3 separate regions of the Sus scrofa genome follow, and regions 1 and 2 are each linked to region 3. The links are chromatin contacts, called in public Hi-C and HiChIP or PLAC-seq maps. All regions are on one chromosome and are shown on one strand. Each heading gives the region's core, a stretch centred on a gene start, on an enhancer-like site or on the middle of the called end of the contact. The rest is flanking DNA. Distances are from core to core; before and after follow the strand shown.

Region 1 (2,842 bases), core at 284-2,783, 83 kb after region 3:
AGACCAGGGCGGCGCCGCTGATGAGCGCCAGCGCCGAGCCCACGCCCACGGCCGCGTGCAGCAGCGTGAGCGGCCGCGGCGGCACGCTCAGCCGGCCGCAGGGACCTAAGGTGGGGCCGCCCGCGCCGTCGAGGCCCTCGGCCCCGGCCGGGGGCACTCTGCTCTCCCCCGCCGCGTTGGCGGCCACGACGCAGACGATGTACGCGCCCCCGGGCTTCAGGCCGTTCAGCTCGGCTCGGCGGACCGTCGAGTTGAGGGGGGCCCCTTCTGCGGAGCCCCGCCGCCTTCCCAAAGCAGCAGCCAGTACTGGTGGACCGGGGAGGAGGGGGCGCACCAGTGCACCACGGCGCGGCCCGCCTCGGCTTCCACGCGCACTTCCCCCAGGCGCGGCGGGTTGGGCGGCTGCGAGGCGCTGGAGAGGCCGGGGCACAGGCAGGCCGTCGGGCTGGCCCTCTGCAGCTCCTGGCAGGGCACCTGCAAGTGGCGGCAGCGGTCGTAGTCACAGAGGACAGCTGGCAAAGGTGTCTCATCTTGCTCTTCTTCCAAGTCTCCCGCGGCCAAAGGCTGCACTCCGGGAACCACGGAATAGGTGACAGCCAGGAGCCACAGAAGGCAGGGAGAGCCAGGCGGCATGGAGTCTGGAAGGGAAGGAGGTGGCGGGGTGAAGGCTGTTCAGCCCCCGGGTCTTGCAGTCTTCCCTCAACAAAACCCTAGGCACAGGGAAACGCAACTGGGGACCAAGAGGAGAACAGGAAAGAGGTGGGAATGAGACACCCGCGCATGTGTCACCAACTTCTGAACAGCATATGTGCTCAGTTTGGGGCGAGAAAAGAATAAAATGTGGTCTCCCCCGACAGAGAAAGGTGTGCGGCCAGCAAGGCAAGAAGCGCTACAAACAGTTAATGGATAAACAGCGCTGGTGAGCAGAAGGGGAGGGGCTGATTCACACAGGCTAGGGAGCAAAGGTGCAACAGCGCCCAACGGCCACCCAGAGAAACCGAGGTAAAACAAGTGTCAGTCAGTGACACACGCAGAAATCCAGGAAGGAGAGGGAAGCGAGAGAGAAGAGATGGGACACAGGGCCCTGGCACCCTCCCTCCCTCCCTCCCTCCCCACCCGCTCTTCGCTCGGCTTCCCCCACCTCTGGCTTCCCCCACCTCCCGGACTCCAGCTCCTCCGTGGCCCACAAGCAGCCCCTTACCGGGATAGGCCTTGATGTGGTGAGTGGCAGACCGAGGGCCCCCAAAGGTCCCCAGGAGCACAGGCTGCGCAGTCGGGATTTGTCAGTCTTCTTCAATTTCGTTTTGCCTCAAAGCTTTTATACCCCAACTGTGATGTCACCACCTGGCTCCCCCTTCCCCTGCCCCCTCCCCGGTGAGTGCCAAGAAGAGGGTTGGTCCCTTCAGAGGGCCTGAGTCACGGGGCCAGGCTGGGGGTGAGGGAAGCCACATGCAGTGGTTTCAGCTGGAGGCCAGGATGCCTGGGTTCTGAAAAAGCAGTGGAATGTGGAAAGCGGCCAGGAGCTGAGCGTCCAAAGGCTGAGGTCATGCGAGGGGATGAGGGGAACGTGAGAGACAGGGCCACCTGGCTGGCATCAGAGAGGAAGGGAGCTGTGGGCGGCACGGGGTCTGGGCTCCAAAATGCTGTTTCGGTAAAAATCGCCGTACCACATCCATGGCAGTCATTTCCTGCCTTCTGCCTCCCGGTGGACAGAGAGAGGGAGGGGTGCGGAGGCCAGAGTGATGTATCCCAGCTCTCCAGCCCCGCCCTGGTTATCCCCCTCCCCAGAGGGAGAGGAGAGTCACGAGGCAGGCGAGGGGGCAGGTTTTCACTCCCTGGGCTTCCTAGGTTGATGAATGGAAACAGCTGGGCCTGAAACAGTCCGGGGTCTGGAGGCCTCCCCATCGCAGCCCCTGAGAAGCCCTCCCGCCTGGAGAGCGCCAGGTTTTCCAATGGCCCTGAATCCACCGCAGAGTCAGGGAGGCAGCTGGCACGAAAATAGTTTATTCGGGGAGCCACGGCACGGAAAAGGGGTGGGGGGGGAGGGCTGGAAGGTGGGGACGCTGCCCCGTTCTCTTCAGGAACTGGAGCACATAGGGCGCTGGCGGACGGTGCCCGCGGAGGATTCGGAGCTGCCCACGGTCTCCGGGGCAAGGGCAGGGGCAGGAACTGGCAGGCTGGTCTCTGTCAACAGGGTTGCATCTTCCCAGGAGCCTGAACCTGGGCCAGGGCAGCGAAGAACAAAATCCCAAACGGGAAGTTCAAGAACCAGGGGCTCCTGCCCCCACCCGGCGTGGCCTCCGCCCTCCCCCAGGTCCCGCTGCAGACTGCCCTCACCGTCACTGGCCTCGGGCTCTGGCTCCTCCTCGCCACTCAGGGGCTGCTGCTGATCTGGCTTCTCCTCTGGGGACAGCTGGCCCTCTGCAGCTGGCGGGGGAAGAGGGAGAGAGGTCAGACTGGACGAAGCCAAGGGGAGTTCTGAGGAGGAGTCAGGAAGAGGTGGGGCTGCTGCGCCTTACCTGTCCCCGAGGGGGCTGCAGGGCTCTCCCTGTGCTCTGTAACCTGTGACAGCTGAGGGGCCGCCTCCTGGCTTTGGGGCCCTGTGCCTCCAGTGGGGATAGAGGACAGGGCAGAGCTAGGGCGGCTGCGCCTGGACGGCAGTGCCAGCTTCACCCCGCTCGGCCTTTCCCTTGACCTTCGCATCAGCTCAGCACCTGAGTGCCAGAGCCTCACACACCACCACAGGGCACAGGAGCCCCCCACCATCGCCTTGACCCGGTACCTGGCTGGCGGGCAGCAATCCTTCGCTGGACTTTCTTTCGGGAGCCGTCTCTGTTTCGGA
Region 2 (2,756 bases), core at 31-2,530, 64 kb after region 3:
ACACCACATTATAAACTAGATATTTGTACTAAATAAATCAATGAAAGGATGGGATTGGAACTCCTCCCCAAGACTCAGGGGGCCTTAAAACTTGGATGCAAAATCCCATGTGCGCCTTCCTAGAAATTCATCGAATTGTTTGTTTACCGCACTTTTTCTTTGGGAGGGGGTCTTTCCTGGGGCAAGTGGAAGTTCCCTGGACAGGGATGTAACCTGCCCATCAGCAGTGACCAAAGCCACAGCAGTGATAATGCCAAATCCTTAACATGCTGAGCCACCTGGGAAATCCCTGTCTGCAGTCCACTAATACGTGTGCTTTTAAATTTACTCATAAAGATAAAAATCTACGTGAGGAGTTCTCCTCTGGCGCAGCAGAAACGAACCCCATTAGGAACCATGAAGTTGCGGGTTCTATCCCTGGCCTCGCTCAGTGGGTTAAGGATCTGGCGTTGCCGTGAGCTGTGGTGTAGGTTGCAGATACGGCTTGGATACAGCGTTGCTGTGGCTGTGGCGTAGGCCGGCCAGCGCAGATTGGACCCATAGCCTGATGAACCTCCATATGCCTCGGGTGCGGCCCTAAAATGCAAACAAACAAACAAAAACTACGTGAATATACGATGTTACTTGGGGAGGTGGAGTGCGCAGCTCTCCTTATATTTTCACTGGGGTCCGATACCCAAAGACAGGTTGAGAGCTCCCGTTACAGTGAGAAGCTAGCAGCGTTCAGGCACAAACACAGTCGACAGCCGTGGACGTGTGGTCCCAGGCATAACCGTGCGAGCACAAGGAAAGCAGAGCGGTGTTAGCTGCTCCGGAATCCGACAGGGAGAGTCGGTGGAGCGGACCAAGGGGGAGAGGGTCTGGCACTCACGCCCGCTTCTTGAGGTGGTGCCTTGTGATCAGCCCTTCGTCTATCACGGCTCCGACCACACGGTGCCTCAGTCGCCGCTCCCTGCTCAGCACACGCCGTCGCTTGAACAGCTTCTTCTTCAGCTCCTGGGGGGAGGAACATGCTCAATTAGAGGGCGGCCACGCACCGCGACCCGGAATCCCGCACCCAGCGAAACTGTCCCATCGACCCCCATTTGGGGCGAGATTAAAGAGCTCCGGGGTGCTCAGGAAACAAAGTCGGGGCTCCCACATAGTCACCGTTCGCGGCCGGTTGATTTTTCCGCCCGGAGCACCCATGGTTGAGCAGCGGTATCCGCATCCACGTTTCCGCTCTGCGCATGATCCGTATAGGCCCCGCCCCTCAACCCCGTTAACCAATAGCAGGCCGAGGGCGGGTCCTGGGCTATATAAAGGAACCCGGTCCCTTCACTGGTCTCTCGTAGGGCCGCGACCAGGTGAGTTCCTTGTTACCGCGTAGGTCTGCGGGTATGGCGGGGATTACGTGCGGGGCCGGCGGACCCTCCTTTTCTTGGCGGGGTTCGGGCGTGCGGTCCCGGCACCCGTAATGTACGGAGGTAGAGGGAAAGGGCTCTGGCCCCCTCGGCGTCATGTCTTCGGTACCCGCAGCTTCCAGTCCGCGGGTTCTATCCTCAAGCGCCGGGACACAGGGCTCCAAGGAGCAGGGCAGAACCGAGATTACTAGGCTCCTCCCCGGTGTGCTCACGTCTTCTCCTTTGATTTCAGGTCTGCGGGGCCGCCCAAGGAGCCGAAGCTGTCTTTCATCTTCCACCTCCAATTGCAAACAATAAAGGCCGGTCATACGATAGTAAGTTTGTGTCCGCGTTCTTTTTCCCCCAAGGCTGGAGAGATAGGCTGTATGCGTGGTTCCGCTAGACGGATTTTGCAAATCTTTCCTTGGACCTCAGACCCTGCCCGAGAACGGGCGACATTTTCGCGGAAGTTTCTCTGGCCGACCTTGCCGGCACTTCCATAGATGGCAGCCCTGCGCCGAACCCTCCACGTGGCGAGCCTGGCGGCGGGAACGCACCGCGCCTTGGCGGGTAGGAAAGGTGGACAAAGTGGGAGGTCAAGGGAGCTCGTCGTTAGCCGGGAGTCTAGTCCCTAAATCTGTGACTTAAAATCCCAGGGTATAGAAACGCCGATTTTGCAGCCGTTGATAGAACTGGGCCCTGTGTGACCTGTGTCCTCCACTCGTCCACAGGCTCCTTGGCTGACAGCTGCCTGGCGGATCGCTGCCTCTGGGATAAGCTCCATGCCCAGCCCCGTCAGGGCAGCGTTCGCACCTTCGACTGGTTCTTTGGCTACGAGGAAGTCCAGGGGCTCCTACTGCCGCTTCTGCAGGAGGCACGGTCTGCCTGTCCACCGCGGGTGTTGGACGTAGGCTGTGGGACCTCGAACTTGTGTACAGGCCTCTACACCAAATGCCCACACCCCGTGGACGTGCTTGGGGTGGACTTCTCTCCTGTGGCCTTGGCCCACATGAACAGCCTCCTGGAGGGCGGCCAAGGCCAAACACCCCTGTCCCCTGGACATCTCGCCTCCCGCCTCCATTTCATGCAGGCTGATGCCCAGAACCTGGAGCCAGTAGCTCCCTCAGGCTCCTTCCAGCTAGTACTGGACAAGGGCACCTGGGATGCTGTTGCCCGTGGTGGTCTGCCTGGGGCTTACAAGCTGCTGTCAGAATGCCTGAGGGTTCTAAGCCCCCAGGGGACCCTGATTCAGTTCTCAGATGAGGACCCTGATGTGCGGCTGCCCTGCCTGGAACAAGGGTCCAGAGGCTGGGCTGTGACTGTGCAGGAGCTGGGCCCTTTCAGGGGCATCACCTACTTTGCTTACATGGTTCG
Region 3 (2,700 bases), core at 102-2,601:
TTTTTTTTTTTGCTTTTTAGGGCCGCACCTGCGTCATATGGGTTTCCAGGCTCGGGGGTCACATCAGAACTGTAGCTGCTGGCCTATGCCACAGCCACAGCCACACAGGATCCCAGCCGTATCTTCGACCTCCATCACAGGTCATGCCAATGCCAAATCCTTCACCCACTGAGCAAGGGCAGAGATCAAACCTGCGTCCTCATGGATGCTAGTCAGATTCATTAACCAGAGCCATAGGAACTTCCCAGACTATTTCTCATTTATCATTTCTGGGTATAGTATAGAGATTACAAGAGCAGGATCAGAAGCCACACTACCCAAAATTGAATCCCACCTCTGAGATCTTGGGCAAGTTGCTTAACCTTGCTGTGCGTACTCCTCAGATATAAAATGGAGATAAAAGTACCTATCACATAGATATTATTCATATGTAGCACTTGGCCAAGAGTCTGGTACATGGTGAATGGGGGAAAACTTAGCTGCTATTTTTACTTTTATTACATTTGGAATTAGCTGCTTGATGTCAGCGATGTATATTTGAAATTCAGGAAGACTATCCTGGATTTCTGACTTGCCCTCCTGGGCAGTGGTAGCGCCATTCACAAAGAAAAAGATGAATGGAAGCTCACGTTTAGGGGAGATTATGATTCCACCTCACAAGTGGAATCTGAGACTTCATTGAGCCCCTTGCGCTGTCATAAAAAGCACCTTGTCTCCTTTTCCAAACCCACGTTCCATTCATACCAGGCTACTGCACCCATCTCTGCCTTTGGAAAACTCCCTCACTTAATTACTGCCATGTCTGTGAGCCCGCAGCCTTCCAAACACATCTATAGAGCACTGAAATTGTCTCCATCTCTAGAGAGTGAGCTCCTTCATCTCTATGTCCCCTTTTCCCGCCCTAGAGCACAGCGGAGCACCTGGCACAAAGGGGATGTCCAATAAATGACAGTTAAAGAATGAACAAAATAACGAAATTTCCGTCGTGGAGATTTCGCATACAGGGAAGTTGAGGGGTCAGGTAGTGGGACCCTTCTCCACTCTGTAACCCCTTGACTGTGGAGTGAAAACCGAGGTGAGATCCTACCAATCAATTTGGCAAAAATCATGACCTATAACCCTAACTTTCGCCAGGACCCAGAGACTGAAGTCCACGACCACCCCCCCTTACTAGCCACCGCTTACGGTTGGCTGTAACGACGTGGCAGAGGCGGCAGCGGAAACCCCCACGAGGCAGCGGTTCGACATCAGAATCCACCGCAGCCATCGCCACTCTCTGGAACTAACAAAATGCAGCCACTTCGGTCACGACCGGAACTCACTCCTACAAATTGCAACGCGCTCGGAAGCGACTTCCGCCCGTCCGATAGGAAGTGACGTAGCCCCGGCCAATCCCGCGGCACACTCCTCCGAAACCCGAGCGCTTTCCACTCAGGTTCCGTTTCCAGCCTGAGTTAAGTTTCGGCCCGCTTTAGGGAAATCGTCTACGATGCGTAACTGCACGCGGTAAGCCGATTGGTGTGCTCTGAGCTGATCAGGCGTTGATTGGCCCAAAGATCCTGAATACTCAGAAAGCAGCCGCAAAGGTTGGCGCAGTTTCTTGCGGGGTCCGATCCTTGACAGCCGGCAGTTTCCTTGCTGTGTGGTGGTGGGCAGGCTGTACCCTCCCTTCGAGAGGCAGTAGAGACCACGAGACTGTATCCGCAACCCCCTATTTACCTGGTGAATAAAGGCGGATCCTTCATCTCCAGGATACCCTGGCTGTCCCTAAGCTCTCAACCTCCTCGGGCTGTTACTCTTTTCCTCTGCTGTCGGTCTTCTCCCAGAAAGTGTGTTCTGCGACGGCTTCCCAGCCCTGGCCGGGAGCCCTAACCACACCGGACACCTTTTGGACTTCAGGGGGGCCACAGCCAGATGGCCTTTATTCCGCGACAGCGGGCTGCATGGAGTGTATTCATCAGGCGCCAGAGCCACCGGCCCACTTCAAGGCATGCGGCAGAAACTACTACGGTGGCAACTGAGTAAAGACATTGGAGGGTGCTGGCCTCCTCCAGACTGTTACAGTGGTCAATTCCTCCCAAACTCCGGAGGTGCTGCTCAGGCCAGGGAGAGTAAGGGAGCTGGGGACACCCTTGGGACAGGGACGAGATGGAGGGGCCTCTCAACTGGGCTAGGCAACTCTTGCTGTTGTTGACCAACCCACAACTTTGGACTGTGTAAAGAGGACCTAAGGTAAACATCTCCAGGTCTTTAGCCTTGAGCAAGTCACAAATGCTGAGGTTGTTTCTCATCTCTAAAGAAAGTGCTCAAGGAGCACACAATAGATTTAATTTGTTGTTCTCTCTCCTGAGGTGCTCCTCCTGTCGGGACTAGCTCAGGCGTCTCATCTGTCTCCCAAACCTAAAAAGGGAGGAAATGGCACTAGAGTGGACCCCAATATCAAAGCAGTTGCTGGCCTTGGAGATCTTGCAACAGCAGTCTGTGCGAATACACCAGCATTAGGTGGTATGACCCTACATCACCCCCCGAGGTGGACTACATCTTGCTCCAACCTCGCAACTCCCAGAATTCCCCAAGTAAAAGGGAGAGAGGAGTTTAAAAGTTGGGAAATAAAGAAGCACCTTCACACACTCACACTCCTATGGAAGCCACCAGTCATTCTGAGAACCAGCTCATCTCAACGGGTTTGAGTGAATCTCA

The links. Hi-C and Micro-C count contacts between places; a contact is called where the count stands out from the background. HiChIP or PLAC-seq counts read pairs in DNA pulled down with a chosen protein or histone mark.
Region 1: a contact with region 3 is called in an H3K27ac HiChIP or PLAC-seq map of skeletal muscle. The contact joins the promoter of LRRN4CL here to the promoter of TUT1 in region 3. A contact is called at or near these places in 3 of 5 promoter capture datasets (fetal liver, fetal skeletal muscle and liver), 31 of 47 Hi-C or Micro-C datasets (alveolar macrophages, blood, brain and 14 more) and 2 of 2 datasets of contacts at active chromatin or transcription factors (alveolar macrophages and skeletal muscle).
Region 2: a Hi-C map of subcutaneous adipose tissue shows a contact between it and region 3, with 2.7 times the contacts expected there. The contact joins the promoter of C2H11orf98 here to the promoter of TUT1 in region 3. A contact is called at or near these places in 3 of 5 promoter capture datasets (fetal liver, fetal skeletal muscle and liver), 29 of 47 Hi-C or Micro-C datasets (alveolar macrophages, blood, embryonic fibroblasts and 13 more) and 2 of 2 datasets of contacts at active chromatin or transcription factors (alveolar macrophages and skeletal muscle).

Annotation. Positions count from the first base shown.
Region 1 is chr2:9,064,031-9,066,872 of Sscrofa11.1, reverse strand. It overlaps LRRN4CL (LRRN4 C-terminal-like protein), which reads right to left and starts at 1,533. Exons shown (of 3, transcript XM_003353820.4): 1 at 1,202-1,533; 2 at 258-638; 3 at 1-255. The coding sequence starts at 633. It overlaps BSCL2 (BSCL2, seipin lipid droplet biogenesis associated), which reads right to left. Exons shown (of 14, transcript NM_001348785.1): 11 at 2,783-2,842; 12 at 2,520-2,606; 13 at 2,338-2,427; 14 at 1,983-2,220. The coding sequence ends at 2,078. LOC110259246 (a long non-coding RNA gene) reads left to right here and starts at 2,783. Exons shown (of 2, transcript XR_002341465.1): 1 at 2,783-2,842.
Region 2 is chr2:9,082,736-9,085,491 of Sscrofa11.1, reverse strand. It overlaps C2H11orf98, which reads right to left and starts at 1,280. Exons shown (of 4, transcript XM_013994207.2): 1 at 1,150-1,280; 2 at 872-996. The coding sequence starts at 1,188. METTL12 (methyltransferase-like protein 12, mitochondrial) reads left to right here and starts at 1,334. Exons shown (of 3, transcript XM_013994206.2): 1 at 1,334-1,365; 2 at 1,636-1,952; 3 at 2,114-2,756. The coding sequence starts at 1,886.
Region 3 is chr2:9,147,214-9,149,913 of Sscrofa11.1, reverse strand. TUT1 (speckle targeted PIP5K1A-regulated poly(A) polymerase) reads right to left here and starts at 1,351. Exons shown (of 10, transcript XM_005660796.3): 1 at 1,186-1,351. The coding sequence starts at 1,267.